4 separate regions of the Mus musculus genome follow, and regions 2, 3 and 4 are each linked to region 1. The links are chromatin contacts, called in public Hi-C, HiChIP or PLAC-seq and promoter capture Hi-C maps. All regions are on one chromosome and are shown on one strand. The core of a region is the stretch at or near the end of the contact, and the rest is flanking DNA. Distances in the headings are between cores, read along the strand shown.

Region 1 (3,433 bases), core at 317-2,816:
ATGGTCCCACCCACAAGGGGCCTTTCCCCCTTGATCACTAATTGAGAAAATGCCTTACAGTTGGATCTCATGGAGGCATTTCCTCAACTGAAGCTCCTTTCTCTGTGATAACTCCAGCTGTGTCAAGTTGACACAAAACTAGCCAGTACACCACCTCAGCCCATTTAAGAAAACCTCTCAGGGCATGGCCACAGGGCAACCTCATTTAGACAATTTCTTTTCAGAGCTCCTTTGTGAATTTATTTTGTGTCAGGTTGATAATCAAAATTAACTATCCCCTTGGTGTCTGTGTTGTAGGGTTTTATAGGGGGGATACCTCTCTCCAAGGTACTGACCAACACACACATGCACACCATACATGCAAAAACTAGACCAGCCTCAGAAGGGTCATAAAAGTCCAGGTTCAGGAAGCTCTACAGATACTGGTCTCCAATGTACCTCAGCAGACATGAGCCACATGCTTACTCTAATGACAAGAGACCATGTCTCCCAGCAGATGTCCTGCCAATGGCCTGGCTCTGAGCCTTGTGTGTGTTGAGTGTCTAGCATGCGGGCTGACCTGGCTAAGCACAACTGAGGCTGTTACCAGTTAGCCTCGTCACTCTCAAGGGACATCTGCAGTGTTGTCAGTGTCCCATCAATGTCAATGACCTCCACATCACTGCATGTGGATATGGGGGTTGGCTGTGCACTAGGACAGTAGACTTGCAACCTGTTGCTCTAGCAATATTCCCTGAGTGAACTCTGCCTCTCAATACTGGTGGTGTCACTTAGAGCTAGACTGTTAGGTTGTTAGATTTATTACATGTGAGCTGTTCCCTACTTTTATTATGTGTGGACAATCATCTATGTATTCGAAACAGACACCTGCTTGCCTGCCTGCCTCTCTGACCTGTAAGTCACATACCAAGAGAGCGGTGTGGTACAGGAAGTTTTGCAAAACTCTCAGCTTCAAAACAAAAAGCACTGAACGAGTATGGTGAGCCCCTCCATCCCTTTCCCTCCAAGGTACTTTTACACACACACACTCCATACGCCTTTACACACATCCTATAACACACATACCAAGGTGATAGTTACTTTTGATTATCAGTCTGACACAAAATAGAATCCAGGAAGGAACTCTCAAAAGAAATTGTCTAGATGAAGTTGTCCTGTGGCCATGACCTGAGGGGTTTTCTTAAATGGGCTGAGGTGGGAAGACCCACTCTGTTTCCTGGCGGGGTCCTGGAGCTGAGTGGAGAAATGGTGCGCGTGTGTTCTTTGCTCTCTGTTTCCGGTTGAGGACAGAAGTAGCCAGCTTCCTTAAGCTTCTGAAAGGTCTGAGTCGCTGGGTCCAAGCAAACCCTCCTGATCCAGGAGCTGACTTCCTGCCACCAGAAAGGTTTTTACTTTCAAAACCACTTCTGAGAAACCAGCTTTCCTGGACAAACATCAACCGGGTCAAAACCCACAAAAATAGAGGCAGACCACTTACAGTCAGGTTCCTGATCCTCAGCCATTGCCCCTCTGGTCGGCTCGCTGCCAACGGAAGCTGCAGTTGCCAACGGAAGCTGCAGTTGCCAACGGAAGCTGCAGTTGCCATGGAAACAGTAAATATTCCTAGCCCCTCCCCCTCAGTGTAACTCTGGCGCCCGGCCACAGGGTGGCAGAATAACAGAATAGCCAGGAGTCTGCCACCTTCCCCAGCCAGGTCTGGGAGCCCTGGAGGGATGCTCACTGGTTTTACTTTGCAAAACAAAACTAGGCAAGATTCATTACAGAGCATGGGACAAAAGATAACTGGTGTCCCCAGTGAATGTGCCCCCGCTGCAGTCCTTGGTTCTAGACGCAAGAACCAGAGCACACGGGATGCTAAAGAGGAGGGCTGAGGTGTTTCTGGACACGCGATAGGGTCACCAACTCAGATCCTCGAGTTCAGACAGAAAGGGAAGAACTCTGGTTTGCACAAGGCATGTGCTAGTAAGAGCGGCACCTCCCCTACTTCTGGAAAATGTTAATCTCCCCCCCCCCCCCACCCTACGGCCGAAAAAAAAATTCTTCCAAATCATGGCTTATGTCAGCGTAATCATTCTATCCCTTAGGTGACAAAAATCAGAACGTCAAGGGTCAAATATGTGTCGATTCTTAAGAATATAGTAAAACCCATATTCCCTCCTATTGTTTAGTCGTCTATCAAAGTGATTGAAGGAGAAGTATATTCAATTATTATCACTGCAACGACCTGTCAAAACTAAGGTGGATTTTTGTGGAAGCAAATCCCTGGCTCACTGCCCATGTTGTCCCCACGTGGGGGAGGGGGTGGCTCCTGAAGGCAGAGGAATGGAAGGACCAGACACCTGCGTTCACCCAGGGAAGAGTTTTGAGCAGCAATGGCTAAGTGCTATGGAAAGCCAGGAAGAACAGAGTTGCACCTAGTCCCAGGTGACCTATAACCTTAACCTATGACTCGGGCAGTGAATTCTGACCCTTTCAGCCTGGTTTGATATGAAAGGGAACTAGCAACTTTTCCACAGTGCCAGGCTGGAACCCACTCTTCAGAGGCAAACGAATGCCCTACCACCGAGCCACACACCCTGACCCCTTCCCCGTGAGGCTCAGGGCAGAGATGGTGGTGTTGGAGGAGGTAGAGCACATGTACACACAGTCTACCTCTGTCTTGGGTTTCTATTGCTGTCATAAACACTATCACCAAAAGCAACTTGGGAAGGAGGGTGTTTATTTCAGTTTACTCTGACCTTGAAGGAAATTGGAACTCAAACTGGGCAGAAACCTGGAGGCAGGAGCTGATGATGCAGAAGGCCACAGAGGAGTACTGCTTACTGCCTTGCTTCCTGTGGCTTGCTCAGGCTCATTTATTCCACAGTCGGGACCACCGGCCTAGGGTGTGGCACCACCCATAGTGGACCCTTCCATATCAATCACTAATCAAGGAAAATGTCTCACAGACTTGCCTACAAGTGAGTTACTATGGCATTTTCTCAGCTGAGGTTCCTCTTTCCACATAACTCTAGCTTGTGTGAAGTCAACAAAAACTAACCTGATAGGAGCAGGAAACAGATTTAACACTTATACTGAGAAGCTGGCCTCTGGCTCCTTTCTGGAGAGCAAGTGTTTTCTCAGCTGCATTTCATACAGACTGTGTTGACTCTCAGCCAAACAGTGTCTGTGGGAAGATCTGGCTGCCACCTATGGACAGCTTCTCTGGGCATCTGTCGCCTTCCCCACAAACGAGAGCAAACTTGAGAGATGATATTTTAAAAATGTTGTATTCAATTATTCACACCAAAGAATATCCATTAAAATTATGAACATTTCTAAATATATTTCATGTATCATACATATATATATACTTTATATGTATAATTACATATCCACAAAAGATTTCTTACTTCTTTAAGCATGTGAATAGAACAAAGATAGAGATTTTTGC
Region 2 (3,433 bases), core at 569-3,068, 360 kb after region 1:
ACATCACTTGCTTATTTTATTCTTTTTCTCAACAGCCATTTTCTTCACTAATATGTTAGAGAAAGCAGCTGTCCATGTAAGATCAGAAGGTGACCATGGCTGAGCCAACTGAAGGTGCTGGCTCCCCCTCAATAAATTTCATAAGTCATCCACACAGCAAGAGATTAATGTGGGGAGACACTGGGAGGTTCATAGACTCACACATGCAGTCCCATCATAGAAACGTGTATGACAAATGATGTTGCATTGCCTATGTCAACCAGCAAAATAAAGCTGATACTTCATAGTTTGCTGCATACCTTTCAGTGAGGTACACACAAGAAAAAATGCCAACCTCCAGATAACACGCCATATGCATTAGAAAATATACATTAACATTAGAAACTAGACAAGGATAGCATTAAAATATCTATGTATGTTGGTTCAAACATACATACTTTCTCTTTACTCCCCAATGGGGGTCCCCTAACACCACCCTGGGGTGAGAGTACCCCTTTGAAATACCCTTTTAAAACTCACTTTGGCAAGCATCTGTCCTTATTCTCTTGCTATGTGACTCATGCTATAGTTACATACATATAGTTCCATACAATTTTTAATTGTATGGAAAGCCACATTTGTGTGGTTGGAATTTCTTGTGGTTGGAACTCTGCAGATGGTAGGTAAACGCCGGTTATGTCATTTAATCTGTGGATTTGAATAGCTGTCATTCGGATTAACTTTTAGGTTTACTTGGTTTGGAGTTGTTGTCACTGCAAAATCTAGTTTAATTTTGTTTCTAGCTCATGAGTAAATATCAGCACATTGATGTGAAGAGAGCAGAGAGCAGCGAGGAGTCCCTCCAGAGAAGCCTTCGCTCTATTCTCTGTGGGATGCTGCTCTTCATACCCAACTATATGGGCCTACCGCTCCCAAGGCACAGGGATGGTCTTCCTGCCTTCAGCCTTCCCTATTGGCTTCAGTCCATCATGAAGGGTATGGGCAACTCTTCCAGTCCCCTAGTGTGCAGACCCTGACTGACCGAGGGCAGAGGGGATGCCCTGGGGCTGGGCACTACCTTCCACCTCTTATTCGACTAGTACAGCAGTGTAATGTGGGCACTTTAATGCTTTCAGGGCTCACAGTAACCCTGATTATAGACACGCTGGCTACAGGACACTCACCCCTTGAAGACAGCAATATTCTTGCCTAAGGAAAATATGAAGCCAGAGGATACATGTACCTTCTGACCCCAGGGGCTGCCACCTCAGCTTCAGCACCTTGCTGCTCCGATGGAAAGAACAGCCCAGTGTGTGCACTATTTATACTCTGAATAGGATGTAAGTTATACCACAAGCAATGTGAGTTATACTCAGCCCAGATTGGTGAGGGGCATTGCTGCTCCTCAGGACTCCCCTAGTGCCCTCGACTACTTTGTGAATAGCAACTCTTGGGAGAAAACGCGTGCAATTAGCATTTTACTGATGCACTTACAAAAGTGAACTTGGGTAATAACAGAGGTCCCTTCCCTTCTGTAATTACATGTCCTCAATAACGTGATGCAAACAAAATCTCCCTGCACTTGTCTTCCCCAAAGAGCAAACCTTGAGATAGAACATTATACGTTTTTATAAACGTTAAGATTGTCACAATCAGTCAAACAGACAAAGGCAGGTAACTCAGAGTCGGCAATGACAATCTTGATCTCTTTATTTTCATCCCTCCTGTGGAGGCAATGGCAAGAGTTCCATTAAATGAGCCACTTAATGCCACAGCGTCCCCACTAGAATCCCTCGTGCTTCTGTAATTACTACCACCGAGGAGTCTTTGCATATACTGAAGAGAAAGCAGGCATTCATAGTTAAGGCCAGCTGCCTTGCAGCAGGCTCCAGCAAGCCAGCACTTAAACTCTCCAAGTGAGTTAAAATGAGCATCGGAGAGGATGTGCACATGCTCGCTTTAGAGAAAGGCACCCAGGCCTCCTCCTTGCAGGGTCTGAGGCAGGTGAGGGCTTCCTTCACCACAGAGATGTTGGCTGGATGGGGTCAGCATTTACTGAGGCCCAAGAACTGCAGCCGACAAGTGATCCAAGTTGTCTGTCTTCCTCACTAGTTTGCATGGAACAGAGAGGCCCAGGGACTTGCTCCTGGTCACACAGCAAGATTCATGCCTCTGAGGTTAGATACTATAGAGAGGAGACAGAATGGACCTGGAACAAGAGCAGCTACTGTCCCTGTTCCCTCTGATACTTGTTAGCTTTGGAGTAACTAGTATCTGACATTTGATGGCTCTGCAGTAAAACAGGAACGAGTCTCTCCTGTCACCCTGGAGTGGCTCTAAAGACTGGAGAGCCTCTAAGAGCTGGCATGTAGATACAAGTAAATACCTTTACCAGGAGGGAAAGAGGGATGTGGCTTGCTGAGAGACCAAGAGTCTGCTACACTGGGATGCAAGATCAGAGAGTTCCAGCTCCAAGAAATACCTGACAGGGGCCTGAGAGACTGACCCACCTATGCATGCGGCTGAGCCTGTCGCCGTGGGGCTACAGTAGCAATATAAGTGAACTGGGGTGAGACGAGCTCACGGCGTCAGGAGGCAGCCTTGAAATGATAGGGAAGATCTGTGCAGGACCAGTGCCCAGCAGAGACTCTCAGCAAGGAAGCAGACTGTTTCCCCCAAGGCAGGAGATGGCTTGCCTGTAGGAACTGTGGATGAAAGTTCTGGAAAAGAAGGCAAACCTTCCTCTGAACCTTCTGCAAAGCTGATTGAAAGACTAGACCCTCAGTGATCATGAAGAGTTTGGAATGTCCAAAGTCCAGGGCCAAATTGTCCTGTGTCATCTTTAGCTCTCTAAAGAGTCACTGATTGGCATCTTCTGGACCAGACCACACAGCGTTGTGACTAATAGGTAAATCCTTTGGGGTGTATATGCAGAGCACTGGCTTTCCTATCTGACCCTCACCCCTGAGACAAGTTTTTTTCTGTGTAGCCCTGGCTAACCTAGAACTTGCTTTGTAGACTAAGCATGGCCTTAAACTCATAGAGATCTGCCTGTCTCTGCCTCCCCACTGCTGGGACTAAAGGCATGTGCCACCATACTGGTTTTCCAGCCACCCAGAAAGCTATGCACATTGTCAGATCGTATCTGAGACTCTTAAAGAGGTCTCCCTACCTTTCTGTAACCTGCCTACTACTTCTGCCAATGTGTTAAAAAAAAAAAGTGTCTTGGTACATTTATTATTTTTGTGTTGTTTCTAAACATTTTTTTAATTTTATGTGCTTGTATGTATTTCTTGCATGTATACCTGTACCGCATGGGTACCCAGTGCCTAAAGAACTAGATGAGGGTACTGGATCTCATGAAACAGGAGTTTACAGATGGTTGTGAACTACAGTGTGAGGCTGGGAAACAGACTCAGATTGTCTGCAAGAGCAGCCAGAGTTCTTAACCACT
Region 3 (3,433 bases), core at 267-2,766, 340 kb after region 1:
CCTAAAGTCCCCTAAACTGTTTCCCAGATAGCTGGGCCCTGGGTCACTAACCTTCAGCACATAGGCCTGTGGGAGGTTTTCAAGATCTAATTATCATGGCAGAGCTTCCTCTTGACCCAGAGTGGATACAGAAAGGTGGCTATCAGTGTTTCTCATCTGTATGGGACCTAAGGAGTCTTCCAAAAAGGGATAAAAAGGAAGGGCGATGCTGAGGATCTTTTCCGTGTGACCCCTCTCTCACCCTGAGTCCTGGCTGTTGAGAGTACACTATGCCTCAGGTGCTGTCTGCTCCACAGACAGAGTAACAAAGTAGACACATGGAAGGGAGCACCTGGACCAAGATATTTGCTACAAAATAACAAATAAAACACAGAAGTCTCCATTAAATGTAACTTCCATATAGAAAAGGATTACAGCATAATTCATAAGTCCTCAAGATGGAAGAGAATACAAATGGCACCAAGTCTAACAGATCGCAAGAGGTTCACTCATGTTGCTTGAATCTTTTGCACTTTTTTCTTTGCTTCTCTTTTTTCTTTTTGATAAGGCCTAGCTGAGTCCCCCCCCCCCGCCCCGCCCCAAGCTGCCCTTCTTCCCCTGCCTTGTGGTACTGGGATTCAGGAGTCTGCCACCATGCCCAGCTTTGATTTGTATTTCTAAAGTTTATTTCATTGGAAAGTAAGAGTCCCTGGGACAAATGTTTGGAAACATTAGATCAGTGAAAGTGAATGGCTGTTGCTTCTGTGACTTCTTGCTGTTGTGGTGAGCATCGTCAAGGCTGTAGCCTTGGGTGTGGGCGTTCAGCCAAGGGGGTGGAATTAAGTCAAGTATAGAGGCTGCTATGACACATATATCAACTGCCTTCCAAAATACAAGGAAGTCTGAGCTTGCAGACACACGAGGCAGGGCACTGTGGGCCTGAAGGTATGCAACTGGGGCCCAAGGAAGGACAAACCCAGGTAGGTAGCACCAGGTTCCCAGCTTAGAAGCAGTCCACATTTTGTACAGAATGTAAGAGGTAAGGAAATGCTCCACCTATCCCTGAGCTTCAGCCCCACCCCACACTTTACTTGCAAATCCAATAAAATAGAGAAACCCACCTATATCATGATTCATAAATGTTTTAAAAGCTTCGTCCCAAAGCCAAATTATGGGCCCTATGTAGAATACCAGGATTCACTTGTTTTCAATAAATTATTTCTTAATGGCTTTTTACCATGTTCCCACATTCTTGGGATTGTAAATGTATAACTGTCTGTTTAAAATTCATAGCTTCTGCATATAGGAACACAATGAAGTAAAAAAAAAAAAAATCAGATCCTAGAATCTCTCTTTATATGGGCAGAAGCTTTGACTTGGTGTTAACTCTAGCCAGACCCAGCTGGACAGTGATTGCAGGCAGACAAACAACAGTCCAATGTTTGACAGACAAAAGCCAATGAGGAAGGTAGACAGACCTCTGCAATTTCCCAGACCAGTGAGACGTCACTGTGTCGCCTGACTACAGCATCAGCTCTGCCCAGTCTGTGTCCCCACAAGCCTGGCATTGCACAGCCATGGACAAATCAAATACCGAGGCTCATTGTACTTATTGGCAAATGATCCTGGCACCAGAAAACTGAATGAATCACACTATACATGCTCTCCAATTTGATACGGAGAGTTGAAAGCCTGCATTCGATTTTGTCTCTCTTTGTCTGCTCTAACAAAGGAATCAGCTACATGCAGAAATGGTACAACCGCCAAGCGAAGATTCCTTTCTTTTCCTGCCAGGACAGTGCTGTGTGCTCAGCTTTTCAAACAACAGCCTGTCTGTCAACAAGGGTCTGTCATGAGCCGTGTGGTTCCTAGCAGCAAAACCAACACCACCTCAAAGCTTACCTGCCTGCAGTGTCACCACAGTGCATGGCAGACATGATACTTTTCTTCTCCCCATCAGGCATATATTAGGAAGGTTCTGAGATCTCAATCTCAAACAGAACACTTTAATTTGATACCACAGTATAGGAACGAGGTCTAGAGGGCTGATGATAAATTCAGTCATGATTAATGGATAAGGATATGCTAAGGAATCTATCCTGAAAAACACCCAAAGGTCTTTGCTTTCCTCAGCTCTTATATTCAGCCTGTCCCTCTGTCTCCTTCCCTGCTACAGTCCATAGGTGTGTGGCATGGTCCAGTGGAAGTGTCTGACTGCAATCATAGCTTGAGACCATTTGAGACAGCAACTCGATGTCATACCATCCAGCACCCTGAGCTGTTATTCCCACAGAAGAACAGATTCTACATAAGGAAACTTGGGCAGAAGAATAGGAACCAGGAATGCAGAGCCCATGGGCATCCTGTCTCCATCTCCTTCCTCGCTTCTCCATTTCACGGGGGCATCCTCTTCCCATTGAAGGAGAGTTTCTACACAGAAGAGCATCCAGGTTTGCAAGTACATCTACAGTTTAGGGGTGACACCTTCAGCCACCACAGAGGGGCCTTCTGGGGAGACCCATGCTGGGAAGACATCTATTAGCTTCGGAAGGGGAAGTACCCACCCCTGAAGGGAGCACCATAGTGAAAAGGTAGAGGTTCACCCATTAAGCCCACAGGCTCACAGCAAGGAGAACAGCAGGACAGGGACAGTGGTTCTCTGAAGGGGCAAGTAGGGCATCCAGTCAGAGACACCCCCACATAGACCCACAACCTCCACAGGACCTTAGAGAAAACACTAGATCCCTAGGCAGGGTCAGACGGTTGGTCACTAGACAGGGAACAAGGCATAGGCGAGACTGTAGGCGTATGATGTCTTTCTCACATAATTATGAGGAAATCATAGCATGAGTCAATGTACCAACTGCTAGTCAGTGCAGAGAAGTGCAGACTGGATCAAAGGTCATGCCCATCAGACCCAATCTACCTCGAAGTGGCTTAGGAATACCTCTCAACTGGTCTTATTGACAAGGCATCGGTGATGTGAGTGTCCCATCCAGGGTGGCTGGTTACAGGGTGGGATGAAGTGCTTCTCACTCAGAACAATGAGAAGAAAGTCAGAATTAAAGTCTCTAAATTCAAACATAAGGAAACATGCATGTAGAAAATGAAAAAAAATTCTATCAGGCAGGTTTGATTTTAGGTTAGAGTTGAAATATCACAGCTGAGAAATGGAACAAACGCACATGTTTACCATATGATGGAATCTTATTCAGCCGCAAAGAAAAATTAAGTGATATGTTTTTTGCAGGAAAATACATGGAACTATATACTAAGATAAATAAGACGTGTGTGTGTGTGTGTATGTCTGTCTGTCTATCTGTCTGTGAAAGACATGGGGAAGAAGGGAGGTAGGTGGAACTATATACTAAAATAAATAAGGTGTGTGTGTGTGTGTGTGTGTGTGTGTGTGTGTGTGTGTGTGTGTGTGTGTGTGTGTGTATCTGTCTGTCTG
Region 4 (3,433 bases), core at 671-3,170, 260 kb after region 1:
AGACATTGTCTCAACCTGTTAGGTGGGGAGCAATAGACGGGAGACTCCAACAGCAACCTCAAGCTTCAACATGTGTGCATCATGTAAGCACATGTGCACACACACACATACACACAGGTAAGTATACCCACATACACATGTGTACATACACACACTGATAAGACCTATCCATAGTGTATTAGTAATTAAATAAGGTCCATACCTTGAGTCAACACACAATATGAATGAGGAAAAGAAAAAATATTCATATATATACATATATGTGTGTGTGTGTATACGTATATATGTGTGTGTATGTGTGTATATATATATGTGTGTGTGTGTGTGTGTATATATATGTGTGTGTGTGTGTGTGTGTGTGTGTGTGTGTGTGTGTGTAAAATTAGAACTTTCAGAGGAAAATACATAAGAACAGCTCTTGACTTGAAAAATCATAAAAATAATGGGTGATCCAGGCACAAAAAAGGATTAAACTAAGGCATTCTACACCAATAGGAATGCATGATGGACAAGCCAGCCACCAACCCTTTGACCTACACTCTGCCCTGCCTGCAAGATACACTAATGCAATGGTGGCACAGAGCTTATGGAGTAGCCAGGCAACGTCTAATATGACTTAAGGCCCACTCCATGAGATAGAACCCATACTGCTTGGAGGACCAAGAACCAGAGACTAGATAGGTCAGGGACATGGGGTAAAACAAAATACTACTGCTCTACTAAATGTACCCATACAATGACTCCTACTGACATTCTGTTATGCTCTTAGATCAGTGCCTTGCTCAGCCATCATCAGAGAAGCTTCCTCTTGCAGTAGATGGGGACAGATACAGAGACCTAAAGCCAGACACCATACAGAGAATGAAAGGCCTTGCAACACTCAGCCCTAAATGGGAGGTCTCCATCAAATCCTTCTCAGGGAACCCTGCAGATTGTCAGAGCCAGAGGGGATGGAGGACACCAAGAAAATGAGACCCTCAAACAATCAACATGAGCAATGTTCATATGACTTCACAGACAGAGGCAGCATGCATACAGCCATGCACTGTTCTGCAACAGGTCCTCTGTGGGTATACTATGGCTTCCAGTTTAGTGTTTTTAGGGAATTCCTAAGTGTGAGAATGAGTGGGTCTCTGATGCTTGTGCCCTCTTTTGGACTCTTCCTTCTGTTTATTTGTCTTGTGCAACTCTGATGTGATAAAAAAAATTTTTTGTTTTATGTTTTATTTTGTTCTTCTTTATCTTTATCCCTCAGAAGCCTGTTTGTTTTCTAATGAGAGACAGAAAGGGAGTGGTTTCAGATGGGAGAGGAGGAGAGGGGGAACTGGAAGGGCTAAAGAGGAAATCATAATCAAGATATGATCTGTGGGGTCGGGGGATCTATTTTCAATAAAATGGGGAGGTCTTAGGGGTTAGAAAAGGATAAATATCCACAATATAAAAGAATTTCGAGTTAATAGGAAAAACACCAAAACATGCGATGAAAAGGGAGCAAAAGAAATAAAAATAAACAAATGAACAAACATGAAAATTTGGTCATTCCCACTACTACATAAAAGTAAAAGAATCATTGAGCGGTTTTCATGGGGCGGGGGTGGGGTGGGGTTAGGGGTAGAAAAAAATTTCTTGGAAAAATTTGGACCCATTTCTAATTGGTTCAAACACTTGAAAGAGTAAATTATGTAGAGCTAAATAGGGTGGTCTGTAGGGGGCGCTAGCTGTGCTCCCTGGTGTCTGAATCTCGTTAAAACAAAACAAAACAAAACTGATCTCACAGATGGACACAGGGACACAGGGACAACATTCACAGAAGTCCTTTTATAATATAAAAAAGTCAAACAGGGAAGACGACAACTCACTGTCCTTCAAAAGAAAAACAGAAGAACCACACACTGGAGCCCATCTCTGTAGTGAACCGTCACATAGCATCGGGAAGCAAGCAGGTCAGCGCCACATGCCAGCGTTTGAAAGGGTGAGCAGCAGAATCCAATACAATGGTGTTTGGTGCAAGTGTGACTTTCCAAGGCACCATAGAGTTTTGTTTAGGTACGCACACATCTACAGTAAAGGTATAAATTATGTGGGAGAGGAGACAAATAGAGAATTTTGGACAGTGGTATCCCTGGAGCAGAGAGCAGGATGCAGAAAGGAGATGCAACTGAGGAGCGAGCGGGTGATGCCCACAATGGGACTCTGATAGCTCACACTAGTGAGAGCTGCACAGATGCTCATCACATGCACGAAACACTGGCATACTGTGGCCTATTTGTGCGAGCTGTAGCATCCTGGCCTGGTGATTCAGTACACATGTGTGGAGCTCAGGAATCTTAGGTCCCCTGGGAGCCAGAGCAAAGGGTACCCCGACACAGGCAAGTGCAGCCACGGACTATAAGACCATCAGCATAGGGAATATAAGGATATTAACAGTGATAAGAATCATGTTCGTAAATATCAACCAACCAGAACCCCCAGAGCTCTCGGGGACTAAACCACCAACCAAAGAGTACACATGGAAGAACCCATGGCTCCAGCCACATATGTAGCAGAGGATGGCCTTGTCATGCATCAATAGGAGGAAAGGCCCTTGGTCCTGTGAAGGCTCAATGCTTCAGTGTAGGGAAATGCCAGGGCAGGGAGATGGGAGTGGGTGGGGGGAACACCCTCATAGAATCAGGGGGAGGGAGGATAGGTTATGGGGTTTCTGGAGGGGAAATTGAAAAAGGGAATGACATTTGAAATGTAAATAAATAAAATATCTAATAAAAAACGAATCATGTTCGTAGCATAAGACAAATGCAGGAATATGCGTGTGAGTCAAGGCTAGGACAGAGTGTAGAGTCTGTGTGTGTGCCCACAGCTTATGTGTTTGCATCACATATTCAAATAGGTAAGAGGGGAACAGATCCGACTGCAGAGAAACAGTGCTGGCTAGGGACCTGTGGAGAGCAGTGCAGGCTGGGACTCTCCCGGAAGCAGCACCGTCTATTTCTTGGGCTAGCAGATGCTCTCCATTCCTCATACACTGGGCATGAGCTGGGAGATGAACAGTGATGCTCTGCACCCGAGAGTTTCCGTGGGTAGCAAGAGGAGACCACTGATAGTCTCAGAATCAGTCCCATGATCCCTGCAGCAGGGTACCAGACTGACACACCCACCCACCAGGTCCTCCTGCTACTCCCCCGGGTGACGTAAGAGAATTTAGGTGCTTGGCAACTTATCTCAATATTTGATTGCCATACTTCAAAATAAGGCTATATATATAGAGCTAATAAGTTTTAGAAAATTACAACTTCTTGACATCTCATGACACCATGAACTCTGAAAACCCACATGGTTCTGGGGCGTATTAATACGCTGCTTGCATAATTTTACTTTTGAAAGTGCTTCTTTAAAAGTTAGTGGTTTTAAAATAAATATCACATGCAGAAGAAAG

The links. Promoter capture Hi-C pulls out the DNA fragments that hold promoters and counts their contacts. Hi-C and Micro-C count contacts between places; a contact is called where the count stands out from the background. HiChIP or PLAC-seq counts read pairs in DNA pulled down with a chosen protein or histone mark.
Region 2: a contact with region 1 is called in an H3K4me3 HiChIP or PLAC-seq map of embryonic basal ganglia, with 3 times the contacts expected there. The contact joins the enhancer-like site here to the promoter of 1700010I14Rik in region 1. A contact is called at or near these places in 7 of 39 promoter capture datasets (the 3T3-L1 cell line, cranial neural crest, hippocampal neurons and 3 more), 4 of 15 datasets of contacts at CTCF or cohesin (the NIH/3T3 cell line, large pre-B cells, pro-B cells and 1 more), 1 of 484 Hi-C or Micro-C datasets (the N1E-115 cell line), 8 of 115 datasets of contacts at active chromatin or transcription factors (astrocytes, bone marrow-derived macrophages, embryonic basal ganglia and 5 more) and 4 of 9 other capture datasets (adipose tissue, embryonic stem cells, liver and 1 more).
Region 3: a promoter capture Hi-C map of hippocampal neurons shows a contact between it and region 1, with 3 times the contacts expected there. The contact joins the enhancer-like site here to the promoter of 1700010I14Rik in region 1. A contact is called at or near these places in 11 of 39 promoter capture datasets (the 3T3-L1 cell line, the C10 cell line, the HPC-7 cell line and 7 more), 4 of 115 datasets of contacts at active chromatin or transcription factors (astrocytes, embryonic stem cells, large pre-B cells and 1 more) and 3 of 9 other capture datasets (adipose tissue, embryonic stem cells and pancreatic islet).
Region 4: a contact with region 1 is called in a Hi-C map of cortical glia, with 1.8 times the contacts expected there. The contact joins the enhancer-like site here to the promoter of 1700010I14Rik in region 1. A contact is called at or near these places in 1 of 39 promoter capture datasets (the C10 cell line), 1 of 484 Hi-C or Micro-C datasets (cortical glia) and 1 of 9 other capture datasets (adipose tissue).

Annotation. Positions count from the first base shown.
Region 1 is chr17:8,986,466-8,989,898 of GRCm38.p6, reverse strand. It overlaps 1700010I14Rik (RIKEN cDNA 1700010I14 gene), which reads right to left and starts at 1,566. Exons shown (of 10, transcript NM_025851.3): 1 at 1,478-1,566. The coding sequence starts at 1,502. Pde10a (phosphodiesterase 10A) reads right to left here. Exons shown (of 22, transcript NM_011866.2): 22 at 3,251-3,433.
Region 2 is chr17:8,624,981-8,628,413 of GRCm38.p6, reverse strand. It overlaps a transcript of Pde10a not described here. Among named protein-coding and RNA genes, the nearest start is that of Gm46585, 110 kb to the left of the region's middle. Within about 2 kb of position 1,818, at least 4 of the 459 cell types and tissues checked have an H3K27ac peak or open chromatin away from gene starts, as enhancers often do. A contact at or near this core is called in embryonic basal ganglia, where this site is marked.
Region 3 is chr17:8,645,879-8,649,311 of GRCm38.p6, reverse strand. It overlaps a transcript of Pde10a not described here. Among named protein-coding and RNA genes, the nearest start is that of Gm46585, 88 kb to the left of the region's middle. Within about 2 kb of position 1,516, at least 52 of the 459 cell types and tissues checked have an H3K27ac peak or open chromatin away from gene starts, as enhancers often do. A contact at or near this core is called in hippocampal neurons and stem cell-derived neural progenitor cells, where this site is marked.
Region 4 is chr17:8,729,563-8,732,995 of GRCm38.p6, reverse strand. All of the region lies in intron 1 of Gm46585 (a long non-coding RNA gene), which reads left to right. It also overlaps a transcript of Pde10a not described here. Among named protein-coding and RNA genes, the nearest start is that of Gm46585, 4.1 kb to the left of the region's middle. Within about 2 kb of position 1,920, at least 5 of the 459 cell types and tissues checked have an H3K27ac peak or open chromatin away from gene starts, as enhancers often do. A contact at or near this core is called in cortical glia, where this site is marked.